Linked DNA regions of Mus musculus: region 2 is linked to region 1. Evidence: chromatin contacts called from public targeted proximity ligation data. All regions are on one chromosome and are shown on one strand. The core of a region is the stretch at or near the end of the contact, and the rest is flanking DNA. Distances in the headings are between cores, read along the strand shown.

Region 1 (4,960 bases), core at 1,163-3,662:
ACCACTGGCCATGCAGAAACCCCTGGTTAACTATGAGCTGTTTTCACAGGAGCTCAAAGATGTAGGGAGCCAGGCAGGCTTCAGCAGCAATTTCAACTCCCCAGACACCAGGTTGATGGAGCCACCAGAAGGCACAGGACTGCTACCTGTAAGCGATGGGGCAGTTAAGGCCTTATAGCCTTGACTTCAGCATATGACAAAGGATGGCAATACCAGCTTTGTAACAGATCATGAGAGGAACAGAGGATGGAACAACCTTAGCGGCTGCCCTTCCTGACAGCTCCTCCAGACAGCTCTGCCCTAGTATATCTGCTTTCCTTGTGTGTGCCCTGAGCCTGAACCTTCTTAGCCAACAGGACAGAGTGAAGTGCAGAGGCAAGTAGGTAGCCTGACAAGCGCCATGGGGACGCAGGCAGCTGTGAGGATCCAAAGTCTGAAGCCCTACAGCTGGGAACTGCTGGGCCGAGTGAAACCCTGAGCTCCAGGCTGGAGAGAGACAGGGTCCACTTTAAAAGTCAGGAAAGTGCCGGGCGTGGTGGCGCACGCCTTTAACCCCAGCACTCGGGAGGCAGAGGCAGGCAGATTTCTGAGTTCGAGGCCAGCCTGGTCTACAGAGTGAGTTCCAGGATTCCAGGACAGCCAGGGCTACACAGAGAAACCCTGTCTCGAAAAACCAAAAAAAAAAAAAAAAAAAAATCAAGGTCATTCAGGAAGTTTCCTACTGGTCATCCTGTCAACTTAGTGTCTAGTAACAGTCCCACGTGGAAAGCTCCAGGAATGAACGCTGGGTCATTAACAGAATCGTCTTCCTAACTATGCTCAAGGCACAAGTCCCCTTTGTGGCCAAGCCCCACATCAGAGACTCACTGGGGATATAGAGGTCAGGGGCATTGAGATCTTTCCGCGGGGGCAGAGGCACATCATGGCTGTATTGCATTTTCCAGTTCTGGCCGTGGCGAGGTGGTCGGGTAAACAGGAGCAGAGAGAAAGAGAGAGAGGGTTGAGATCTGATGATCAGTCAGGTTATCCGCGAGTGGGGAGAGGCTGGCCAGCTCTCCTGGTGGGAAGCTCACCTGATGTGTGTATGGGAAGACCAATAGCCCTAGCTTCTTAGCGACATAGGCTGTGTCCACAGCAAAAAAATACTTGAGTTTGTTCACGGACACAAAACGGTGCAGCTGGAAGTAAAGAGAAGAGGCTATGGATGAGCCCTACCGTGATCCTTCCTAAAGGATGCCTGGGGAGTAAGATGGGATCCTGTGACACCCCAACCCTGGCCAGAAGCCCTGCCTCCCTCCTCCCGGGAGCCCAGGGCACACCTCTTTGTGCACTATGTCCTTCCCTTGGGATGCTATGGAGGTGCCATAGGCCATTGCCATATTGGCCACTGGGTCTCCAAGCAGGTTGTTGACACTGAAGGCTACATCAGCTCCTGGGGCTGGGTATCCGCCCAGTTGGCTGGAATAACCACCACTTGTATCATCGAAGAGTGGAGGAGGGTCTGGAGCTGCCCGGGTCCTATGCTTGGAACCTGCAGGTGTGAGAGGACCAAAGTAGATTACAGAATTACAGAGCAAGAACCCAGACCACTGCCCTTTCCCCAGGCTGGGAAGCTGTGCATAGGTCCTAAGGCACCGAACAATTGAGGAAAAGGCAGGATGAGTTTTAAAGTCGATCTCCTATCCTTCGGGGGGTCAGGGTGGGGGATCATTTACTGCATGCAGTGGGAAAGGTGTGCCTAAACATGGCTACCCATTTGGGGTTTCTAGGAAGTCTCTCAAGGGAAATGATCTCTGAGTACTAGCGAGTGAAAAGACGTTTGCTTGGGCACAATCACCGCAAAGACATTCCTTGACTTAACACAGGTAGAAAAGGCAATATTGGCTATTCGGAGTCCCTGGACAGTGGTCAGGAATGCTGCCCGAGTTGTAAGAGGGAAAGGAAGTTCTGGAGGCAAATTCGGTACAAGCAGGATTAGACTTGAGGATCCCAGTAGTGCTGTCGCAGCCTGATCTCAGGACTGGCTAGTAAGGGCGAAGTCCAGGACACGCTGCAGTGTGGCAGGGCAGGAACCCGAGAGACACTCTCCCCGCCCTGGGCAGCGGTCACTGCAGACCCTCTCCAACAGAACCAGTGGGTCTCTCAGCGTATTTGGCTCCCCGCTGCCAGGCCGCGCCCCGCCCTCCCCACTCCTCACGCACCGTGGACTCCATATGCCGAATGGTAAGCCATGGCCGTGACGTTCGCTCTACCCAAGGGTCGTGGGTACTTCGCTGAGTCGTGGGTACGAACACTACTGAAACAGCTACTTCTCTTGCCTGGTCCTGACCGAAGTTACCCGACGGCCCGACACGTCCCAGGGCTGTCCGATCGCGGCCGCCATGTCCTTGGCGTCACACTTCGCTGTCTACCATTGGCTCGTCGGAAGAGCTGGTTCTCCCCCTTTACACTTTCAATTGGCTACTGGTGAGCTCTCTTCCAATCGGGTTTTGTCATATTCAACTTCCGACAGATAGGGGGCGGAGCTACTCAAGATGTTCTCGGATTGACTAGTAGGCTGGCTAATTTGCGGCGCTACCAGCCAATAGGTGAGAAGGAGTTGTAACTTAGTTCCGCGTCTGCGCCAAGAGGCGCTTGACGCTCCTTGCCACGACTACGCCAATAGGAAGATTAAAGTCCTGACCGACCCAACTAGTCAGGGCACAAAGCTGGCTCCGCCGCAATGCAGTCCAAGAGGAATGCGGCGGTCGGTCAAGCTCTGACTGATCCCTGCCCCTACTCTGTGCTCTTTCCTCCAATTCACTCCATCCTGTTTTGGAGCTCCGGCCTGCTAGAAATTGTTGTTGTTGCCCGCACCGGGAGAGTGACAGCGCGGCCCTGAGCCCTGGAACGCTGACTCCTCCTCCGCCCTCCCACTCCTTTCAGAACTGGTGCTGTCCGTCGGCTGGTGCTGAAAATGCCCTGTAGAGTCCGCCGCTGGGCTCATCCCCGAGGGCCTCTGCTGGGAGGGTTTGGAATCGCGCTCAATACGTTATGCACACACGCACTCACACGCACACACGCGCTCACGCATGGGGCAGGAGACAGAAACTGAGACCACCCAGAAGATACGAAGTCCTGGTGGTATACATGGGACAGGAATCTGTACTGGGCCTTGTTCCATCGCTTTCTCCAGTGGTCCGGGAGATTTGGGAGGCAGAGGTGTAGTGACCTGTCTCCTGAAGGTCTCCTGAGTCATCACCAGTCCTGTGATCTCCAAGTGAGGCCCGTAAGCTTCACTCCTAGTCTCCTAGGCTCTTTTCTTCCCACCCAGGCTGTAACCACTCCCATCGTCGCTGGAGACAATCCCTCCAAGGGTCCCTCTCTCACAGACTGTCAGGTACTATTCTCTAGATAGCATGACACACCCTCGGATACTTACAGCTGACTAACTACTCAGCGTTTAGTTGCATAAGGTCAGACTTTTCTGATCCCCAAACTCAGCCCATGCTGTCCAACAGCTGCTTTTGCTCCTCCGCCTGGGATGCGGGAGATATGCCTTTCCCTTTTTATCCATTTGTCCAAATCCTTTAAGAGTCATGTTAGCTTGCTTGTGAGATGGCTCAGCAGACTGCCAAGCCTGAGAACCTAAATTCAATTCCCAGACGGTGGAAGAAGAGAGCCAACTCCGAAAAATCTTCCTCCGATTTGTACACTCGAGCTATGTTAAAGTGCACCTCTTTGCACCATCCCGCCCAGAGAGAGATACACAGAACAAATACATTTAACATGTAATTAATTTTGGGGGGGGGGGGAGATCGGGACTGGAGAGATGGCTCAGTGGTTAAGAGCATTGGCTGACTGCTCTCCGAAGGTCCCAGCAACCACACAATGGCTCACAACTATCTATACAGCTATTGTGTATTGTATATATAAAATAAATAAATAAATCTTGCCAGTTGTGGATGCGTACGCCGGTAGGATTTGGTGAAGGAGGCAGAGGCAGGAGGATCACGAGTTCAAGGCCAGCCTACAAAATCACGAGTTCGAGGTCTACAAAATAGTTCCAGGACAACCAGGGCTATACAGAGAAACCCTGTCTCAGAAAAAAAAAAAAAAAAAAACAACCAACCAAACAAACAAACAATCAAAAAAACCCAGAGGTCCTGACTTCAATTCCCAGAAACCACATGGTGGCTCACAACCATCTGTAATGGGATCTGATGCCCTCTTCTGGCATGCAGGTGTACGTGCAGATAGAGCACTCATACATAAAATAAATACACCTTTAAAAAATAAAAATAAAAGGGGGGATCACTTTAGCCCTTACAGAGGGACAAAGGGAACGGAGGCTTGACCATGGCCCAGAGTGATGGCTAGAGTCTGGGTTCTAAACCCCTCTTTAATCAGATTTTCCCTGAATATTTTCCATGAGGACAGGAACTATGTCATTCCTAACACCTATCTATGTCTTCCTAGTGCCCAGGCACACTAACTACATATAGACAATAGCCAGAAAACATTTAGGCCCAATAAGTAAACAAATGGGTGCGGTTGGAGAGATGGTCGCTCTTCCAAAGGACCTGCTTAGATTCCCATTATTCACTCAGCAGCTCACAACCATCTATCATTCCAGTTCCAGGGGATCGAACACCCTCCTCTGCCCTCTGTGGGCACTGCTTGTATGTGGTGTACAGACAAACATACAGGCAAAACACATATAAAATAAAATAGTAATTTTAAAAGTAAACACAAAATAAGCAAAGATGGAGGACAGTGAAATATACTTTTAGTCCCAGCTCAGGAGGCAGAGGTAGGTGAATCTCTGAATTTGAGGCCTCTGAAATGTGAGAAACCAGCCCCGTGAGCTATACACACCTGAGAAAAGGGTGTCCCATGCAGGGCAAACCTATCACACACACACCCCGCCCCCGCCTGGCCTAAACATGCTAGTGACTTTAATCCAACATATTATCATTCC
Region 2 (4,960 bases), core at 1,798-4,297, 90 kb before region 1:
TCATTTTCTTTCACATTACTCTGTTGCAAATTGGAAGTATCCAAGAAAGAGGATGACATAGTCTCTGTCCTTTAGCTCAAGGTAGAACTAGATGAAAGCTTGAAGAAGTAGGAAAACTGCAGACTTCAAAGAAGGAAAAAAGCTTGACCTACAATGGAAAAATCTGAAAAGGAAGGGCTGTGGAGAGACTTGAAATAATGAGTTTGTTGGCTTAGAGAACTAGAAATAAGCAAAGGCTTTCTATGTCCCTCCCTCTCTGTCTCACATGTTGAGGATTAGTTCTGGAACATCATCCATGCTATGACAGTGCTATGCTGAGCTACATTCCCAGCCCTTTTTAATCCTTACATAAGATGTCTCCCTAAAATGCCCAGGTTGGCCTTGAACTTGAAATCCTCCTGCCTCAGTTTTACAAGTGGCTGGAATTACAACTGTATTGATTCACACTGGACTTTCAGCTGTTTTCTTTGTCTAGTTTGAACCTTAGGCAGTGAAAGTATACTCTCTAAACCTTGGTACATTCTAGCTAACATCTGAGGATGCACATGGAGAACTGCCTAGTTAGTAGTACAGCCATCAAGGGTTTGTTGCAGGGAACACACACACACACACATATACACAAGGTTCACTTGGCCTGTAGAAGGGGTAGCTTTATAAAGGTACTACAAACTGAATATGGTAGCAAACACCTGGACTCCCACCCAGCTCCTGGGAAGCTAAGGCTGGGAGTTGCAAATTCTAGGCCAACCTAGGATGAATCATCAAACCCTGTCTCAAATAACCCAGCTAGAATAAAGAAAGGAAACAAAAATAATAATAATTATTATTATCATCATCATCATCACTATTAGCCCAAAAGAGGTTGCAATTGGACTAGATGGACTCTTCTTGGTTCTATAACTAATTAGAAAATGGTTTCATCTAAGAAATTAGGAAAAAGTAAACAAACTCACCTTTTAAACCTCAAGTAGGGGCTGGACAGATGGCACCGACTGCTCTTCCGAAGGTCCTGAGTTCAAATCCCAGCAACCACATGGTGGCTCACAACCATCTGTAACAAGATCTGACGCCCTCTTCTGGGGTGTCTGAAGACCGCTACAGTGTACTTACATATAATAAATAAATAAATCTTAAAAAAAACAACCCTCAAGTAAAAGGGCTGGTGAGATGGTAGCTAAGCAGGTGAAGACAGTTGCCACCAAGCCTGAACACGTCAGGTCAGTCACGGTGATGACCACATAGTAGGAGAGAACAATTCTAATTCTTGCAGAACGCCTTCTGACTTAGAGTGTGCCATGGCACACTGTGCCCCCACACAAAGACGTCTTAAGAATCTAAATTGCTTAGCTTTATTTTATTTTATTTTATGTGCATAAATATTTGACCTGCATGTTTGGGCCATGGCCAGCAGAGAAACATCTGACTGAGGTAAGCAGGAAACCCGGTTCAGTGGCTCAGTAGCTGATGTTGGTTCAGACTTCTGGAGTCTGACATTATTATATTTTAGACATTTAAGTATAGTACAGTTTTGTCTCATGTGCACAGTAAAGCTTTAAGGTATGACTACGTTGAAACTTTTTTGCATAGTACATGTGACCTCTTCCATAAAGATGGGTTCTATAGCTTAAGGCCTAGGGGAGTATCAGGTGTGGTCTCACTCATACAGAAATTGTAGAGGTCACCAAACTACAAAGTACATGTGACTTCTCCCCCTAGGTTCTATTGACTGAGAAACAATGGTCAAGTTAAAGGTCTAGGGAGGAAGAGTTTGGGATAAACATAGTAGTCTGGGTAATTCAGGTGTGGCCTGGCCCCTGCAGATAGCATAGATCACCAGGATATTAACAACACTCACTGCTAGCATTCTGTGTGGAAAACAAGTATTTATCCCTTCTGTTCAAGAGACAATCCTATGTGTTTAACATTCTTCGTTTCCCTAGTGCTTATCTGAAACCACAAGAACCTTGTGCCCTCTACACATGTATGCTATGTGTACCGTGTTCAAGCCTGGTGCCTGCAGAGGTCTGAAAAGGTGTTGGATCCCCTAGAAGGAGTTATCCATGGTTGAGACCACCAAGTCAGTACTGAGAAATCAGATTCAGTTCCTGCAAGAGCCAGTACTCTTAGCCATTGAACTATCTCTCCAGCCCTAAAAAGTATTTTCAAGATTTGTTTTCTATTTAATTATGTATATGCCACTGTAAGTGCCAGGGAAGGCGAGCGGTATCATAACCTCTGGAGCTGAAGTTACAAGGGAATGTAAGCTGCCCAACATGGGTGCTGGTAAACAGACTCTGGGCCTCTGCAAGAGTAGTATGTATTCTTAACCATTGAGCCGTCTCTCTAGACCCCTTATTTTATTATTGTTTGATGGTTGGTTGGTTGGTTGGTTTGTTTGTTTGTTTTGAAATAGGGTGTCTAAGTAGCCTTGGCTGTCCTGAAACTCACTATATTGGCCACACTGGCCTTGAATTCACCTGCCTCTGCCTCTTGATTGCTAGAATTAAAGCCACCACTATACTTTGCTCATAATTTTATTTTTTAAAGCTATCTTTTACATTGCTGGGTCAATCAGAGTCCCTCAACCCGAGGGAGAAATCAGGGTCCCAGTATTCAGGTGGGCAAGGAGTCAGCAAGTTACAAACAGGCACAAACACAAGAGAGTGTTGGATCTGAATGTAATTTCTCAAAGCAAGCATCAGACTTATATTACAGAAGAAAATTAGGAAGTTAGGTGACACGTCAGCTAAGGTACACTGAGGTTACTCGATGCATAATGACTCTTTACACAAAACACAAAAATGTGTACATAAAGACTGGCAGGAACCAGGCAATGTAACAACTGGGAGTCAGCCCTATCTAAGGTCAGCCATATTCTTAGAAGCTGGGTGTGAGGTCTTTACACCCCCGGGGCAAGGGCTCTCACGCCCAAGCCATAGTTCTAATTCTAATTGATTGTGTAACCCACCACCAGCCGGCTCCTAGTAAGTAGCTAGCTGTGCTATTCTTCTGGGCTTGTGAAAGTGTGCACTCGGGAGGGCTCCACTCTTGCTAACCTTTTCATAAGTAATGCAATACTCTAGTTCCTCCTAACCACAGCCCAGGCTTCTTCCGAAACCATTGTAAATTCTTGTATATGGGAGTGACTCAGCTGTTATTCTAAGTGTTTTGTGAGGGACCTCCATTTACCAGAGGAGCCCACAAACTTTCCTCTATTAGGTAATGTAGTCTGCCATACATGACTATAATAAGAATTCTAAACTTACTTTGTTAAACTTGCCCTGAAATCTCCAACTCTATCTAGTAGATTGCAATGTGTGATTTCTTTCACTATCTCTCTTTCAACACTGGAGGCATTTCATCTGAATAAGTAATGTTTTTACAAAATTCCAAGCTCAGGGTCTGCTCAAAGACTGCCTAGGACATTGGGACACGAGTGAAAGCCAGGAAGCAATGTTCAATCTAACTTAGCTATTTGTCAAATCATTCCTTGGGGGCACCTATAATAAAACAATACTAAAGGAAAGCACACAGAACCCTTCACCAACTATTTCAAGGACAAATCTGAAATACATCTGTGTTATGGGACGCCAAAGACTCCAGGAGACCAGTTTCCATGAAACTTTTTGCCTCAGGACTGCAGCCAGCTTTTGGACTTGTCACGCAGACTCCACTGGAGTGGGTGTGGCAATTGTCCATTAAAGAATGAGTAAATAAATAACTACAAATGATACTATTGGATAAGGGTTATTTTATATTATTAGGGAGAGGGTTGACTGTAGTTCTTCCTTGATAGTGATTATTAGTAGAGCCTGACCTGCTATTGTTTTTCCCCCAGTGTCTCTGCCAGCCCCAGTATTAAATTACTTTTAGGCCTGCTAGCTTATTTTCATATTGTCTGTAAGTCTGCTTATACAAAGCTAGCTGATTAAGTAGGTCTAAAATGTGTACCTCATGTGTTAGGGGCCCCATAGTAGACCTGAAGGTGCTCGTCCAGAGGGTTTTTTTTAAATGTTTATAATTATTTATTCTTTGAGAATTTCATACATGTATACAATGTATTTTTATCTTATCTAACTCTTACCTAACTCTCCTATTCCACTCCTGCTAGGCTTCCCAACACCCCCCACCCCCCCACACACACAGACCTTATCTTCTCCCCCCTCCTTCATTATAACCATTGAGTCCAATTAGTTCCACCCATATGTGCATGACGTGTCTGGGAATTTTTGTTTTCAAGGTCTTAAAATAGCTGTGGTGTGAAACCACAGGGGAGAAAGATGTCCCCCTCCACTCTGTAGTTCTTATGTGCACCCTTTGGCTGATGCTAAGACTCTTAAGGAATGAGAGGAAATCATACTTGTTTCATTAATTTCATATGTACAGTGGAAATCTTCAGAAGACAGTGATATATAAAGAAATAACCAAAGCATGATGCTTTTTACATTTCAAAAGAGTAGTTAATCTCTGAGTGAGAAAGGACAGATGAGAATCAGGATCAGGGCAGTAAACTCTAGGTTTGCCAGGAAAGATGTACTCAGTCAAGGAGTGAAGTTAGTGTGAAATGGGGGTCACTTTAGAGCTGTCGGTGCAGGCTCATGGCAGCCCTAGGTTATCAGTCTCTGGTGATGAAGGTCAGCTCTCCCAGAACAATCCTTTGTAGTTTCATGCATAGAGGCAGAAGCAAACCGCCCCCTCGGGTGAATGCAGCTTGAGGTCGTCAGTTCCCAGTTCCTAGGTTGTGCTTCCTTAACTCCTCCTGATGGATTCAGAACCCCGTATCTTCAAACAGGAAAGGCTTTCTCCTGAGTGAGGCTTTGTTAGGCATGTGTAAGGATTCTGCTGTCATTCCTATTCCTACCATTATCCCAGCAGCTCTCTATGTGTCTAGAGAAGTTCAGGTTTTACCTTGGTCCAGAATGTGTAGAAAGATCAGAGAAAAATGGAATTGTCTCTCAAT

Evidence for each region.
Region 2: a contact with region 1 is called in a targeted proximity ligation map of bone marrow-derived macrophages, with 2.8 times the contacts expected there. A contact is called at or near these places in 3 of 39 promoter capture datasets (the HPC-7 cell line, embryonic stem cells and macrophages), 6 of 130 datasets of targeted methods (the SCID.adh cell line, bone marrow-derived macrophages, embryonic stem cells and 1 more) and 3 of 9 other capture datasets (adipose tissue, liver and pancreatic islet).

The regions. Positions count from the first base shown.
Region 1 is chr19:5,085,990-5,090,949 of GRCm38.p6, reverse strand. Yif1a (Yip1 interacting factor homolog A (S. cerevisiae)) reads right to left here and starts at 2,412. Exons shown (of 8, transcript NM_026553.4): 1 at 2,202-2,412; 2 at 1,320-1,531; 3 at 1,074-1,178; 4 at 868-946. The coding sequence starts at 2,232.
Region 2 is chr19:5,176,923-5,181,882 of GRCm38.p6, reverse strand. The region is part of intron 1 of Pacs1 (phosphofurin acidic cluster sorting protein 1); the gene reads left to right. Among named protein-coding and RNA genes, the nearest start is that of Gm30840, 54 kb to the right of the region's middle.